Regions from separate parts of the Mus musculus genome. Here region 2 is linked to region 1. Evidence: chromatin contacts called from public Hi-C data. All regions are on one chromosome and are shown on one strand. Each heading gives the region's core, a stretch centred on a gene start, on an enhancer-like site or on the middle of the called end of the contact. The rest is flanking DNA. Distances are from core to core; before and after follow the strand shown.

What was found. Hi-C and Micro-C count contacts between places; a contact is called where the count stands out from the background.
Region 2: a contact with region 1 is called in a Hi-C map of cortical neurons, with 7 times the contacts expected there. The contact joins two enhancer-like sites. A contact is called at or near these places in 1 of 484 Hi-C or Micro-C datasets (cortical neurons) and 2 of 115 datasets of contacts at active chromatin or transcription factors (embryonic stem cells and regulatory T cell precursor).

What each region holds. Positions count from the first base shown.
Region 1 is chr11:31,758,564-31,761,560 of GRCm38.p6, reverse strand. No RefSeq gene overlaps it. Among named protein-coding and RNA genes, the nearest start is that of Gm39674, 8.8 kb to the right of the region's middle. Within about 2 kb of position 1,475, at least 74 of the 459 cell types and tissues checked have an H3K27ac peak or open chromatin away from gene starts, as enhancers often do. A contact at or near this core is called in cortical neurons, where this site is marked.
Region 2 is chr11:32,117,728-32,120,724 of GRCm38.p6, reverse strand. No RefSeq gene overlaps it. Among named protein-coding and RNA genes, the nearest start is that of Gm51888, 8.1 kb to the left of the region's middle. Within about 2 kb of position 1,379, at least 95 of the 459 cell types and tissues checked have an H3K27ac peak or open chromatin away from gene starts, as enhancers often do. A contact at or near this core is called in cortical neurons, where this site is marked.

The DNA of each region.
Region 1 (2,997 bases), core at 226-2,725:
TTTTATGCAACTTCATTCACAGATATTGCAAATGTCACTGTGGAAAGAGATGAGGGGTGGGGGGAATTAAGAGTCTCATAACTCTAGAGCCTGGCCATCTGCCTCTGGGTAACTCTGACAATTGAGTCCCTGACTAGCTTGGGAGGCAGCAACAATTACTACCAAAATACGCGTCTTCTGGCCTCCCACCCCCACCCGTGCACACACTGGTTATTCTTATGCTGAAGATGAAGGGTCCCTAGCTGCTTTTCAGAACTGGGGCACATCTGATAGAGACATTCTGAGTTTGGGTTGTCACATTCTTGCCTGAGAAAGAGTTCAGCAACTTCACTTCCCCTGCGAGCGGGGCCTTGAATTTGACTTTACAAGTTTCTGGCAGGCATGGTTAAGGTGGAGCAGCTAAATGTCCTATGCAGTACTTGAGACTTACTTACTCCTTAAAAATTACTTGTTATTTATCTGAAATTGAGCATTTAATATTTTCATTTGTTTAAATCTAACAAGCTGGAGGTCCAGGCAGGAAGCGGGAACTCACTTGCATGGGTCTGAGCAGCTGGCATCGAGAGTAAAATGCTCTTCTTTTGCTCCATTGAGAGTCTTGTTTGCTTACCGTGAAAAATTGGATTCTGCGGGAAGCCTCAGTGGGAGATGCTTCTGAAAGTTCCAGAAAGTCTTGGGCTCTTGGGGCCTACCCAATCTACTTGGGAAAGGCTCTTCTGGAATCTATTTGATGAGTTTAAACTCCAGGCCATAGAGTTCAGGCTTCAAGACACCTCTTTGTTATAATCCCATTTGAAGCCCTAGTGAATCTGTAAGCCTGAGAAATCATTATTATCATGGGGTTGCAAACCGTGTGGGACTTGGAAGCACCCAAACCTGGGCAGAGGAAGCCCCTCCTCCTTTAGGGAGACTGACAGTTTATCTGGTTACTGAACACCTGCCATATACCCAGTCACACTGAGCATACTTCACCCTTACACCAACATCCTGGGCCAGGCCGCACAATGAGTTCTCTACAAAGGAGGCAAGAAGGCTCAGAGAGGTGGGCTCACTCCTTTGAGGTCATTCAGCTAAGAAATGGCAACAAAAGGATTTGAGCCGCTAGTTGAGTTTCTCTCTGCTGTCAGGGTGGCAGGCAAGACTGTGAGGCCCTGGGGCTGGTGGGAAAGAGAAAGTCAGCTCTCTTCAGCCTATGCACTTCAGAAAGGGACTGTCCCCTCAGGGAAGGCTGGGACCCCATCCAGAGCAGGAACAAAAATTTTAGAATTCTGTTCCATGCCTAAAAATAGCATCAAGCACCAATTTCATGCCAGGCATGGTTGCTAAGAGACCTTCCAGACGTCATCCCGTTTACCCTTAGAGCTGCAGGTGACGTCTATTGTATTATAGGTTTTTTAGCAAATGAGAGGACTGTGTCAAAGACACCAAGTGGAGGACCCAAGGCCACCTAGTGCTCAAACAGGATGAGGCCTTCCACACAGGCTGAAGGGGAGGAGGGAGGCACACAGGAAGTTGTGACTAGGAGCCTGCTCGGGCAGAGCATGAGTGTTCTCATTTCCTCCTGCTATTGTCACAAATTAGTACAAGCCCGGTGTCTTAGCAACACAGATTCATTATCTTCCAGGTTGGAAGGTTGGAAATCCACAATTGATTCCCCTGAGAAAAGGTCAAGGGGCCAGCAGGGCTACGCTGCTTCCTCCGTGCAGGAGATGATTCAGGAACCCATCTGGATCCTCCATCTGCTCTGGACCCAGAGAAAACCTTTTTATCAACAGCTGGAGCTGGTGTTAGTTGAGGCAAGGCTCTTTCAGCCTCTACACCTACAACTGAATCCCTTCTTCCTCATTCCACCTCCGCACACTGGAGGACTTGGGCTCAGCCTGGGGCCATTGTCGCTTCCCCAGCTTTATTACCTACCACCCCTGCGTGTTCACAGGGCCAGATGCACAGACTTAAATTCTATTGATGTCAATGTTTGACTCATTTGACAGCACGATGGATTATTTAGGGAGCTTTAAAATGTCCTGATGTCATCAAACCCGAGTGACTCCATCAGACTCCAGGGAATCCAAAATTTAAACGTAGATTTGTGTGACCAGAACCGCACTGGGGATACAACACAGTTCCAGCTCCCTAAAGTCTCTCGAGCTGGAGATGTGGCTTGGGAGCTTAGCATACTCCGTGCACTGCTTTAGAGAACAAGGCTCAGCTCTGCTTCCCTGGCTGGGCCTGCTCCCATGTTTTCAAAGGAGAAAAAAAGGAAGCCTGAAAAGTCCCTGCTAGAAGAGAAGACTGCAGCTGCCAGTCGGCTGCTCTGCAGAGCACACAGAGATCTTTCTCTCATTGTTTCCCCAGTAAGAACTGGACAAAGCTGTCTGAAGGAAGCCCTGAGTCGAGGAACCCCCTCTTCTTCACTGCACAGCATGGCTGCTAATTTCATGGCCATAACTAGAGGTCAAGGAAAGGTGGTGATGTAGGCAGAAAAGAGAGGGATGGGAGGGAGTCTCAAACTCCAGAATCTTAGCTGAGGATGATATACATCAAGCGGTGTGGGAGGGGGGCTTGAGGTGGCATAGAATTCCATATAAGCTTGTTCATGCCCAGGTGAGCCAGTCCTCAGAGGGGCTGGGGTCACGTTTTATGTGGTGATGTTTGTATACTTAGTTCCTCCTGTGTGTCAGCACCTTACTCCATCTCTGTCTTTACCATATCCCAGAGAGTAGCTAACCTTAATGGTTCTTTTGTACTTATAGAAAAAGTGTTCAGAAAGAGTAAGAAACATAGCCTGGGACGTGCAGAATAAGGGGATGCCACGGCTGAGATTTGGCTACAGAGTGTCTCCAACTGAGGACAGTGAAGCTTAGAGACTGTCAGAGGCTGTGACAGCATGGAAGCCATGTGTATTTGGAAGAAAGATGCTTTGTAGCTGGAATCTGAATCTTTCCCCAGTCCAGCTGTAAGTGGTACAATTCTCCTTTGAGAAGCTGGGCAGACAGC
Region 2 (2,997 bases), core at 130-2,629, 360 kb before region 1:
ACTTGCTGTGTATGGCAGCATGGAGTGCCCGTCGCTGGCAGCCTCCTCTGCAACCACAGCTGTCCTGTGGCCTCAGGGTTTCTCAGCTCTTGAGTGACTTAACTGGGTGGGCTGCCACTCTTGAAGTCCTTATGGGTGGGGCCATGCTGGACAGGACAGAGGTTCTGGGAGACCCCAAAGGCTCTGCTTCTATGCCTTGGTGGGATGAAACAGGTGAGTTTTCCCTTCACACACCACCCCACTACATGGCAATTTCCTGATTGAATTTAAGGGCTTTGGTTTTATATCACAAATGGAGTTAAAGATGGGCAGTGGTGGCACATGCCTTTAATCCCAGCATTTAGGAGGTGGAGGCAGGTAGACCTCTGAGTTCAAGGTCTGCAGAGTGAGTTCCAGGACAGCCAGGGCTACACAGAGAAACAATTGGAGTTTAAAAATAATAAAACAAAACAGATCCACCCCCACCCCACCCCCAGATATGACTCTGAAGACTGATTAGAGCAGAGAGGACAACCGTGCTCCTTTAAATGACTGTAGAAGAACCCACACTATGGAAATACAAGTTTTATTTAGTGAGCCTGTGTGGATTTATAGTGCATTGTTTCTATGGCCACCGTTTTCTGATGCTATTACAGAGAATATCCCATGTGAGCACCGTGTATATATTGGAACCTTTACAGTGTGAGATACTTATACCAAGTTTAGATATTTCACCTTATTTAGAAAAGTGTCATTAGAGCCAGGAATGTGACACATACCTTTAATCCCAGCACTCAGGATGCAGAGGGCGGCAGAGCTCTGTGAGTTTGAGGCCAGCCTGGTCTCCATAGTTCCAGACCAGCCAAGGTTACATAGTGAGACTCTGTCTCAAAAAATAAGTGTCATTAGCTGGGCAAGGTGGTGTCTTAGTAATCTCATCATTCCAGAGGCTGAGGCAGGAGAATAGGGTTCCCAGGCAGCCTGTATCTTACCTTTACCATAATTCCCACGCTGTAAGTGATTTTACCTGGACCTGCAGGAGGGAATTGTCAAGGCTGGCTGACTTGTAGAGAATAGCTGAAGCAGGAATTGAACCCAAGGCCTATCCTCTCCCAATGCTAATAAATAGGTGCACAGTGGTCTAGATTGGTGGCAGCTACTGTTGCCATGGCAACGAATGGGTTTGGAGAAGCCAGCCATGCTGTATGGGTGTGTTTCCATCCTCAAAGGCTCCTCACTAGCTCAGTCTCATACCCTAGTGCCCACCACTGACTTGCTGAGAGCAACCTCTGTCCCCGGGGGCAGTAAACTGCCCGAGCGAGCGACAAATCAGTCTGCAGTCAAGGTTACCAAATAAAACAAACTGTCAAGCAGATGGCTCATGCTGCCCCATTCCAGAGCTATCAGGATGCAGCTGCAGAGGGGAAGCAGCCGAGAACACAGTCCCCACTATGAACACTAATAGCTCAGGCTTGCTCGGAAGTCTTTATTTAGAAGGAGAAAACCAAGGCTGATCTTGGGGGTTCTGTTCCATTTCTTTTTCCCTCTGAAGTTGGGAAGAGGATTCCTCTTTCCTCTGGGCTTAAGGGCAGGATTTAAATGGAGAGGGAAAGGTTCAGCCCGAGTTCAGCATTAATTGGCCAGCAGAGGGTGAATAATGATCTCCTTTGCACTCAGCAGGCAGGGCATGCCAGCCTTCCTTGAACCGTTCATGAATTCGCTGAAGTCCACAGTGACTTCTGCCACAATTCCTCCTCCTTTTCATGGGTGACAAGCCTCGCCTTGCCACTGTTTCTTAGAACACAGACCCCTGAGTGTTCCGGAAGGGCAGAAGCCATTCTGCATTCCTCCCCAGGCCTCGGACAAGGCCAAAGACAGAGTAGGAACTCCGTAATGGCTCAGGAACGGAGGCTACAGTTGCTGGTTGCTTTTTGGGGATGTTTTGAAACAAATTTCCCAGTGTGACCCAAGTTGGTCACTACCTTGCTGTGTAGCCAGAGATGAACACTTGATCTTTCTGCCACTACCTCCAAATTCTTGCCTGGCTTCATTTATTGCTTTCATGTGTTACATGTTACAGTGCACCTCTAGACTCTTGTCAGCTCCTTGTAGGCACCCCAGGTTCAAGAACTTTGAGAAATAAATTGGGGCAACAGACATGTCTATGTCATTCTGTCATAGCAGTGAAGCTGACTGAGGCAAGGATGGAGGAGGTGTGTAGCTACTCCCCTGGGAAGGGGAGAGCCAGGATTCTAAGTCAGGAGGTCCATTTAGATTATTCTGGATCTGGCTTTGACTACCTGGCAGGGAAACTGAGCAAGTCACAGAACCTCTCCAAAGTGCAGGTTTCTTGCCTCTGGTGTGGAGGGGAGGCCAGCAGATCTAAATACAACTTACAACCTGGTCAGGTTGTACAAACCTAGCTTGGTCCTGCCTCACATTAAGTCCTGGAGAACTGACAGTGGTTGTTACTCTCATTATACATCCTGGTGAATGTAGCCTTTCAGTTGGACACTGAAGGGTCCCCCAGGCCATGAGATTTGTCTGTCTGACTTACATCAGCTTTCAGCATCTCCTGATCCCCAAACTCATCCCAACCTGATCTCTCACAGCCTTGGGAGGATGCCAAACACACCCACTCTCCCACAGTGTTTTCACGAGTCTGAGCCTTGAGAAGTCTTTCCTCCCAAGTATGTGCTTGAACGGTGAGAGCTGGGTTGTTAGATGCAGAAAACTAGGGGGATGGGTCTAGAAGGATGGGGAGACTGTCCACACAAAGGAGGGGGGGAGGGGGACATGGAGGGAAGGAGGAAAGGAAGGAGGGAGGGAGGGAGAGAGAGAGAGAGAGAGAGAGAGAGAGAGAGAGAGAGAGAGAGAGAGAGAGAGAGAGGAAGAAGAAGAAGGAGGAGGAGGAGGAGGAGGAAGAAAGGAGGGAGAGAGGGAGATAGAGAGGGAGAGAGGGAGGGAGAGAGGGAGAGAGAGAAAGGAAGAGGAGGAGGAAGAAAGGAGAAGAGAGGA